Regions from separate parts of the Mus musculus genome. Here regions 2 and 3 are each linked to region 1. A link is a contact called in public Hi-C data. All regions are on one chromosome and are shown on one strand. The core of a region is the stretch at or near the end of the contact, and the rest is flanking DNA. Distances in the headings are between cores, read along the strand shown.

What was found. A called contact is a pair of places that touch in the nucleus more often than the background predicts.
Region 2: a contact with region 1 is called in a Hi-C map of muscle stem cells, with 2.4 times the contacts expected there. The contact joins the promoter of Nr2f2 here to the enhancer-like site in region 1. A contact is called at or near these places in 1 of 39 promoter capture datasets (embryonic stem cells), 1 of 15 datasets of contacts at CTCF or cohesin (the NIH/3T3 cell line), 4 of 484 Hi-C or Micro-C datasets (the HL-1 cell line, embryonic stem cells and muscle stem cells) and 1 of 9 other capture datasets (adipose tissue).
Region 3: a contact with region 1 is called in a Hi-C map of pancreatic cancer cells, with 3 times the contacts expected there. The contact joins two enhancer-like sites. A contact is called at or near these places in 1 of 15 datasets of contacts at CTCF or cohesin (the NIH/3T3 cell line), 16 of 484 Hi-C or Micro-C datasets (the C2C12 cell line, adipose-derived mesenchymal stem cells, arterial endothelial cells and 10 more) and 3 of 115 datasets of contacts at active chromatin or transcription factors (embryonic hindbrain, embryonic stem cells and pancreatic cancer cells).

The regions. Positions count from the first base shown.
Region 1 is chr7:70,265,796-70,268,630 of GRCm38.p6, forward strand. The region is part of intron 1 of Gm29683 (predicted gene, 29683); the gene reads right to left. Among named protein-coding and RNA genes, the nearest start is that of Gm35325, 60 kb to the left of the region's middle. Within about 2 kb of position 1,451, at least 51 of the 459 cell types and tissues checked have an H3K27ac peak or open chromatin away from gene starts, as enhancers often do. A contact at or near this core is called in the NIH/3T3 cell line, adipose-derived mesenchymal stem cells, muscle stem cells and 1 more, where this site is marked.
Region 2 is chr7:70,359,109-70,361,943 of GRCm38.p6, forward strand. It overlaps Nr2f2 (nuclear receptor subfamily 2, group F, member 2), which reads right to left and starts at 1,485. Exons shown (of 3, transcript NM_009697.3): 1 at 780-1,485. The coding sequence starts at 1,221.
Region 3 is chr7:70,330,521-70,333,355 of GRCm38.p6, forward strand. The region is part of intron 1 of Gm29683 (predicted gene, 29683); the gene reads right to left. Among named protein-coding and RNA genes, the nearest start is that of Gm29683, 5.9 kb to the right of the region's middle. Within about 2 kb of position 1,376, at least 109 of the 459 cell types and tissues checked have an H3K27ac peak or open chromatin away from gene starts, as enhancers often do. A contact at or near this core is called in the NIH/3T3 cell line, adipose-derived mesenchymal stem cells and pancreatic cancer cells, where this site is marked.

The DNA of each region.
Region 1 (2,835 bases), core at 201-2,700:
ACAACAAAAATTAAAATACATTTTATAATTCGCATACCAACTTCTTTGAAGTAAAATATCAGGGTCATACTTATTATGGAAGCCCTAAACAGTCCATAGCTGAACTCTCTCCTCTGGGGGACAAATTAAATATATGCCTTTTTATTTCACTTCTGTTTTTGATTCCCTTAGTGAGCACCACCCCATGCCCTGACAGTCATACTTGTGAGTACTGATGTGCCGTTTGTAAACTTTGGAATGACTACTGAGGCCAGCTGAGGAGGTGGCTTCACCAGAGCCCCAAGAACAGATTGCAGTAACTGTGGTGAGAGACCTTTCCATAAAAACACAACTGGAGAGCAACTGTAGAAAACACCCAACACTGACCCTTGGCCTCCACACTCACACATAGGCACATCCATGAGCATGCCTATATATGTGGCTGGGGGATATAGAGAGAAAGGAGTGGCAGGAGGTGTGGACAAGAGCAATGAGTGATAATGGGTCTGGAAGTCAACACATAGCCACCCCTTGCCAACACAGCCCTAGAATTAAACAGACACATTTATGCATGCCTTGATTTGGTTGTGTTGCTACTATCTGATTTGAAAAAGAAAACCTCGTTGGATTAACAATATGTTTCTAGCTATGCAGTTGTGTATAGACTCCAGGTGATGGCACCTGTGAAAGTGACAAAATGACACATTCGTGGCACTTGGTCTGCTGGAGAATAGGAACACTTGCACAGGGCATTGGTTTGCTTTGTTGGCTTTTATTGGTGGTTGGAGGTTTATTTTTTTACACTAGTCAAACAACACTGTTAAGCAGAAAGAAAAGAATAAATGTTTTCATACTGGGAATAGGTTTTTTTGTTTTGTTTTTTTTTTATTTTCTTTATTTACATTTCAAATGCTATCCCGAAAGTTCCCTATACCTGCTCCCCTACCCACCCACTCCCACTTCTTGGCCCTGGAGTTCCCCTTTACTGAGGCATATAAAGTTTGCAAGACCTAGGGACCTCTCTTCCCAATGATGGCTGACTAGGCCACCTTCCGATACATATGCAGCTAGAGACATGAGCTCTGGGGGTACTGATTAGTTCATATTGTTGTTCCACCTATAGGGTTGCAGACCCACTTCAGCTCCTTGGGTACTTTCTCTAGCTCCTCCATTGGGGGCCCTGTGTTCCATCCTATAGATGACTGTGAACATCCACTTCTGTATTTACCAGGCACTGGCATGGCCTCACAAGAGACAGCTATAGTTTTTAAGAGAAGCTGAAAAGCAGTTGTTGGTAGGTGAGAAGTACTTAACATTTTCTGGATGTCTGGGTAACATTCTGATACTGTGAATCTGCAGACAGCCAAAGCCAGGCCAGTCTCCCCATGAACACAGGAGGACTCAGCATGAACACTGGGGTTGGAATGTGATGTTGAAAGATGACTCAAGTGATCCTGTTGGCAGAAGATCTGAATTCCTTGGAAGTGCCTTCCTGCCAGGGCTGAGCCTCTGCTTGGAGCTGGAGAGCTGATTTGCACAGCACGAGGCTGTGGCTCCATCCCGTGAGTCATAGGACTGCTTCAGAAGCTCTTGGCTGCTTCTCAGATGGAAGCTTGGCTCTGGGGCCTTGAGGATTAGCCCTGTTCCTCTTTTCCCCATCTCCGAGTCCACCAAAACGCTAACTGACTAATGCTTTTGCAAGCATTCAACACAGAAAGATGTTCGAAATTGGTACAGCAGTAACCTGCTCATTTTCAGATAAGAAAATTTATGTTCCTGGTGCTCTAGAAAATAAACAAACAAACAAACAAACAAACAAACAAATAATAAGCGAAAGACATTTCTTTGCCCTTTAGCAAGAATACTTCTTTTATGATTGTCTGATCTCCACAATTTTTTTTTTTAATTTTTCTCTTACTTGCTGAGGGTTTAGCCAATAACCCCCCTCAGGCTAAATTCTATCTCCTAACTAAATTCTACCTAAATTCTATCTCCCAACTCCCCCACTACTCCCTCCAGACTGTTTTTTTTTTCCTTCTGAAAACATTTGTTCTAATGCCCATGACCTGTTTGAATCAACCAAACGCACTGATCCTCTAAGCAAAATTGGAAGAGTGAAGAATGACCTGAAGTGTTGAAGGGTGTGATAGACTCTATCTTACATTTAGTTTAAGAAATGTATCTGAAATATTACGATCAGCCTGGTGTTATGGGTTTAATGACAAACTTATCTGTTAAATGATAGAGAACCCTGACTCCAGATCTACAACTTCTGTATATTACCTTGGATCAATGGAGTGTTTCTGGCTGGCATCCTGCTTTCCCTGTCTCACAGATGGGCAGGTATGTCCGTGAGCACCACCAGAGCCATCGTCGATAGTCCCAAGAGGACATTGTATAACAATCAAGACAAGGAACTTTGGGGTTGTAACACAGCCCCATTTCCATCTGCATCTTCTTTGCTTTTGCTAACCTTGTCAACAGGATGTCACATGGAGCCCTTAAAGCCTGCCTTCTCTTCCGAAAGTTAGAGTCAAGGTCATTACAATTGGCAAGATAAAGCTTTATGGATGCAATTTGTACCCAATCTTCCTTTTCTTCTTGTCCCATCTCATTTGCTTCTTATTCATTTTATTTTTCAATATAATTTGAATTTCTGTTGATCATGTTGAATCCTTTATAGAGCAATATATGACATATATTTTGTCAATGATTATGGGGTGTGTGTTTGTGTGTGTGTGTGTGTGTGTGTACATGTGTACACATGTGTGTTGCAGAAAGAGAATAAAATCATTGGAATCATCTTATCATCACACTTCACTTTTTAAAGGTTTTTGAGAAAGGAGAGTTCCAAAA
Region 2 (2,835 bases), core at 235-2,734, 93 kb after region 1:
GCGGAGCGCGCCATTGGTAGAGCACTGTTCCCGGCTCTGGGATAATTTTATATCACAAAGACCCAACTGGCGCAGAGGGAAAGCAGCGGCCAAAGGCCCCTTGCCCACACTTTCCTACTCCCTACAGTGCTCTCAGGGTTTCAAAAGTGAAAGGAAAAAAAAAGAAAACAAGAGGTATTTTTTTAAAGCAGAATGTTAATCCACGGAGGGGTCACATGAGCTCTGCCCAGGCGGCAGCGTTAATACGGCGAAGTGCATAAAATTGCCATTTGTAATTTGAACCTCCTGTACAAAAGTACAATCTCAGGTTGTTTTTTTTTTTTTCTGAAAAGGTGGGGGTTGGGGAGAGGGGTAAGGAGGAGGGACATATGTTGAACATGCAGGAAAAACAAGGAAAGAGAGAAAGGGAAGAGAGAGGGGGGGGACTTTAAAACAACAACAAACAACCCATTCCTTGCAGAAAGGTGAACTCTAATGAACTCTCAATCAATGCAAAGGAAAGGAAAAGCTGTCCGGAGAGGGAGAAAGAGAGAGAGGGGGAGAGGAAGAAAGAGTGGAGAAGGAAAGTCTACTAAAGCATGCGGACTGTAATGGGGGTGGGGGCTGATCTGGGTTGCAGTGCAGACCCCCACCCCCCTCCCCGGTTCCTAGTACCAAATCCCCTCCGACTGCAACCGGGAGAGCTCGGGGCTTCTGAGTCCTTACCCAGAGCAGGCTAGCCAAACGCACCCAGAGCCCCGGGACCGCGGGCGAAGGGGGAAGAAATGAGAGGCCGATACCTTCCCGTCTCATGCCCACTTTGAGGCACTTTTTGAGGCGGCAGTACTGGCACTGGTTGCGGTGGTGCTGGTCGATGGGACAGTTCCGGTTGGCGCGGCACGTGTAGCTCAGGTTCCTCCGCACGCTGCGCTTGAAGAAGCTCTTGCAGCCCTCGCACGTGAACTGGCCGTAGTGCTTGCCGCTCGACTTGTCCCCGCACACCACGCACTCGATGTGCTGCTGCTGCTGCTGCTTGTCGCTGCCCGGGCCGCCAGGGCCGCCCTGGCCGCCAGCCGCTGTCTGGGCCGGCGTGCTGGCCGGGCCCCCTTGGCCCGGCGTCTGTGGCGTGTGCGGGGCGCCAGGCGGCGGGCCCGGCACGGGCGGCGCCTGCGAGGCCTGGCTGCCCTGAGAGCCGGGCACCTCGTCCTGGGGGTCGCGCCACGTGCTGACTACCATTGCCATATCTATGGGGGCCGCGTCCGGACTTCTGCTCCCCTGGCTGCGGGCGGCGGCGGGGTGGCGGCGGCTCCCGGGTCTCGGGCTCCGGCGCGCCGCCTTTTGTGTGTGCGAGGGTGCGAGAGGGCGCGGGAGGGCGCCCCGGGTGGCTCAGGGCTAGTTGATTTGAGGTTGGTTAGTTTTTCCTTTTTTGTTTTTTTGTTTTTGCTTTTGCAAAGTTTTGTCGATTGCTTGTCTGGCCCGGTGTGTTTGTTTTGTTTGTTTCCCTCGGCTCAGCTTTGTTGGTTTCGGGGGGCTTTCCGTCCAGAGGGGAGGGCAAGGGGACAGGGGAAAGAGAGTGGGAGCAGAACGTGGAGAGAGGGAGGGGAGGGAGAGCTGCAAGTCGATTGTCTGGCTTCAAGACAGAAGTAGGAGGCAAAAAAAAAAAAAAAAAAATCTCTCTAAAGATCTCGCTCGCTCTCACTCTCCCTCCCTCTCTCCCTCTCTGGTTCACTCTCTCGCTCTCAGATCTAGTGTGCAGCGGAGGAGTTGGAGGAGGAGAAGGAGGAGGAGGAAGAGGAGGAGGAGGAAGAGGAGAAGGAGAAGGAGAGGCGACTGTCCGGGGGCCAAGTCCAGGGCAGCCCACAGTCAGCCATTCAGGAAAGCCATCGAAATCAGGAGGACTGGGAGAGCGGAGGCGCCGGGCGCGGGCGCGCCCTGGGAGCCAGGCAGGCCGGGGCGGAGGCCGGCGGCCCGCGGAGTGGCCGGAGCTCTGCCCGGGTCCGGGGGAATCAGCATGAAAGTGGTCCGCGTCCGGCGCTGCGCGGCGTCGTCCTGGCGCTGGGCCGCCGCCGCCTCCTGCCCCGGGCGCCTGGCGCGCGCCGCGCTCGCTCCGGACGCCGCCGCCGCCGCCGCCGCTCTCGGAGGCCGCTCGTTGCTCTCCGCGGGCCGCCCGGGCCGCCGCCGCCGCCGCCGAAGCCTCCGGGTCGGGCCCGGAGCCGCTGCGTCTAGCGCCGCCGCCGCCGGTGGAGTCGCTGCTGCTGCCGCTGCTGCCGCCGCCGGTGGAGCCGCTGCTGCTGCTGCTGCTGCTGCTGCTGCCGCCGCCGCCTCACACACATAGGGAAAGAGTCAACTCGCCGGCGGCGGGGGAGAGATGATAAGAGAGAAAGGAGGGCAGATCAGCACCTAGAAGCGCATCCTTCGTGCGCAGAGGGGGGAGAAACGGAGAGAAAGAATGAAAGAGGGAAGAGCAGCGCGGCACCCGGAGAAAGGAGGCAACTCCGGCAGAGGAGGAGGAGGAGAAGAAAACACACACGCGCGCACGCACGCACACACCGCGGAGAGAAAAGAGCAGAATCAAAGTGATCAAATATGCTAAAAAGGGGGGCGCGGGAGGGAATGCGATTTATAGGCGCCGGGGCTGGCAGAAGTGGCTTCTCCGCGATCAGCTCACTGAGCTCTCTATATAGTGAACTTTGACACGACTGCTGCAACTTAGCGCACGTTGCCATGGCGACGGCGCGCCTTATAAGGCAGCCGCCGGGGTTGGCCTGGCCCGGCGCGCGCGCGCCGCCCCCTCGTCGTCATTGGCCGGAGCGCAGCGGCCCCGCCATGGCGGCAGCGGGAGCAGCCCGGTCCTAG
Region 3 (2,835 bases), core at 126-2,625, 65 kb after region 1:
GGGATTATCTTCGCGTCTGTTATAGTGTGTGTGTGTGTGTGTGTGTGTGTGTGTGTGTGTGTGTGTGAGAGAGAGAGAGAGAGAGAGAGAGAGAGAGAGAGAGAGAGAGAGAGAGAAGAGAAGAGGAGAGATCGCGGGTGGAGGGTAGAGAATAACGTCAAGACAGAAATCTAGAGACTGAGCTGGCTCCTTGAAAATGCTCACTCGGTTACCCTTTACCCGCTTTGGGCCCTGCCACCTCCTGGACCCTCACTCGAGCCTTTGGCATCTCGGATTGGCCTCCCCCTCGGGCACAAACAACACCAGCGCCATCCGGGCCCCTCGGCGTCGGCTCCCTGCCTAAGTCTCAGGACCTGAAGCTTAGTGCCCAGATGCAAAGAGCAAGGAGTTGGGGGTGGGGGTGGGGTAGGAACAAGCCTCGTGGAGGAAGAGTGGGTGGGTAGGAGAGTTGTTAAGGGAAAGGAGCAAAGAGGGCGGAGTGGGAGGGGTGGAACGGGAATACTGACACCTGGAAGGCATTGTCTTTGCTAGAGACACCTGTCAATCTCTGCTCAGGGGTCTTGAGGCCAGGGGCGGGGAGGCCGCCGTTCTCCTTGGTGATGTCATCTAGGAGTCTCGTCCCTAAGGAGGGTGGGAATGGCTCCGAGGGCGCAGAGCCCAGAGGGCTTAGAGAAGCGTGGGGGAGGAAAAGAGAAAATAAACAGAAGTAGCTCTCTCGGCTGGCAATTTACATGGAAATCAATAATCCAACTTTAATGTTATTTTTAATCTTCCCTGACCGTCTTGCCTTTTCACTAGGGGAGAGGGGATGAGGTTACAACAGCCCATCCCTCTACCCACACAATCGCTGGGGAAGTCTTGTTATCTCAAATCCCGGTGCAACCAACCCTTCCCCCAGATCCACACCCCGCCCCCCTTTTCTGCGGGTCGTTCCAAACGCTGCCTTCAGGCTTGAGAAGGAAACACTTTGGGACGAGTTTTGAAAGTCTTCCGATACTGCACCGGGTGAAGGGGGAGTTAATTAACGCCAGGCATGCTCAGCGAGTGGGAGAGGGGGCCTCGGCGTGGGTGGGCGGGCCAGGTCGACTGCAGAGGTGCGCGCAGTGCGGGAGGCGCGGGATCTGGAGGCCCGAACTTGCGGGCCTTTGCTGGCAGGAGGTGATCGGAGGTGGCTCGGGCAGGGAGCGCGGAGATGCCCCCAAGGAGTCCCCCCGTTAATCCTGGGGAATTCTGATCTCCCACCTACTGGGCCCCCACTCCCAACCCACCGTGTGCTACAGAACTCTCATTCTTTTCGGCCGGAGCTAATTAGCAGCCTGCCAGCGGCCTGATTTATGGAAACGCTCGGGCGGGCGGAGACGCACCGCTAGCGGAGCTCTGGCTGCCTCCGGGCGGAGCGAAGGAGGAGTCTCCACCGACCTCCTCCGACGAATTTCCCTCCTCCCTGCCAGGGGGAAAAAAAGAAGAAGAAGAAGTTGCTGTTTCATCGCTTCGACCTGGCTGGTCCAGGAGCCTACCCCCTCGCCCTAACCACCTTAACCTAGGACGCGGGGATGTTTAGGTTCCTGTGGGCAAGGCAGGGACTGTGGCCCAGTAGCAGCATCCCGCAAGTGTTGAGGCCACCAGGTTCCAGCTCCGGCTAGAATCGGAGCCTTCCAGCCCTGGGATCTCAGCTCAAGGTCCCCAGTGAAGGGACGTCGGATCTAAAGGCTCTTAGGGAGCCGCAGTAGGACCAAATCAGATCTCTAGGCAGGAAGGAGAGATGGGCGACTGCAAAGGGACAGACTCAGATGTCTTTGTCTGGATCCTAGAGGCCGCCGCCGGCCGTGTTCCTTTCCACTTTCTAGTTATTTTCTTTTTGGTGTTCTCCAGTGAGGTCCTCTCTTCGGTTCAAGCGAGTGTCCAGCGAAAGGCCATTCATTATTAGAAGCATTTAGCCAGGCGTTTATCCAAAGAAACAGTGCAAACCTGATGTTTGCCTTCCTGGGTTGTTGTGGGTGACCCAGGAGGAAGGGGGAAGTAGATCCCCCCCTTTACCCCGCGGACCCCAGTAGCGAGGGTGGAAGGAGGGGCCGGTGAAGGACAGAGGAATCTCAGCATGGACCTGTTGCTGGCGCTTAAGCAGCCCTTCTGCTCCTCAGAAAAGCACTGTTTGCCAGTGTTTCTCCAAGATGCACCAGAGGGACGCGACCGTGAGAGCATCTGTGCCTGCTAGAAGCATTTGGAAGGGACAAAACAGGCAGACCCAGAGGCCAGAGGCTTAGGCAGCCTCTCTGGCTCAGGGTTGAACTGGAAACTGGGCAGCGCAGGTGTGAAAAGTGGTAGGGGCAGAAGTCTCTGGCAAGATTGCCCGGTTCCTTAAGCTCGTTTCTCTCTCAAACCCTATCCCAGCACTCCAGGCCTTTCTGTGACTGAAAAGGAAGTGGTTGAGAACTGATTGTCTCTACAAGCTCAGTGTAAACTTTAAAATACCACCCCGTTCTGCCCTTTTCAGAAGTCGTTTTTTGATCTTCTGGCTGGTACAAGAGCAGCGCCAGCAACCTTCACCTCAAACCTGCAGACACCTGTCATTTCCTACCTATAGGGCTCGGATCCTCTCTCCTTGTGGAGACCAGTCTGTGTCATAGAGAGCATGAAGCTTCCTCTTGGGCCGAGAAAATTGAGAGAGAGAGAGAGAGAGAGAGAGAGAGAGAGAGAGAACGGGGGTGGGGGAGTATTTTCAAAAGGTAACATTCATGGAGTCTTCCAAACCCCTGACAGACTGTGAAACAGAGCCTGCTCTCCCTCTATAATGTGACATTCAGAACTTTGAGTGACTATAGCCTCCCCGAATTC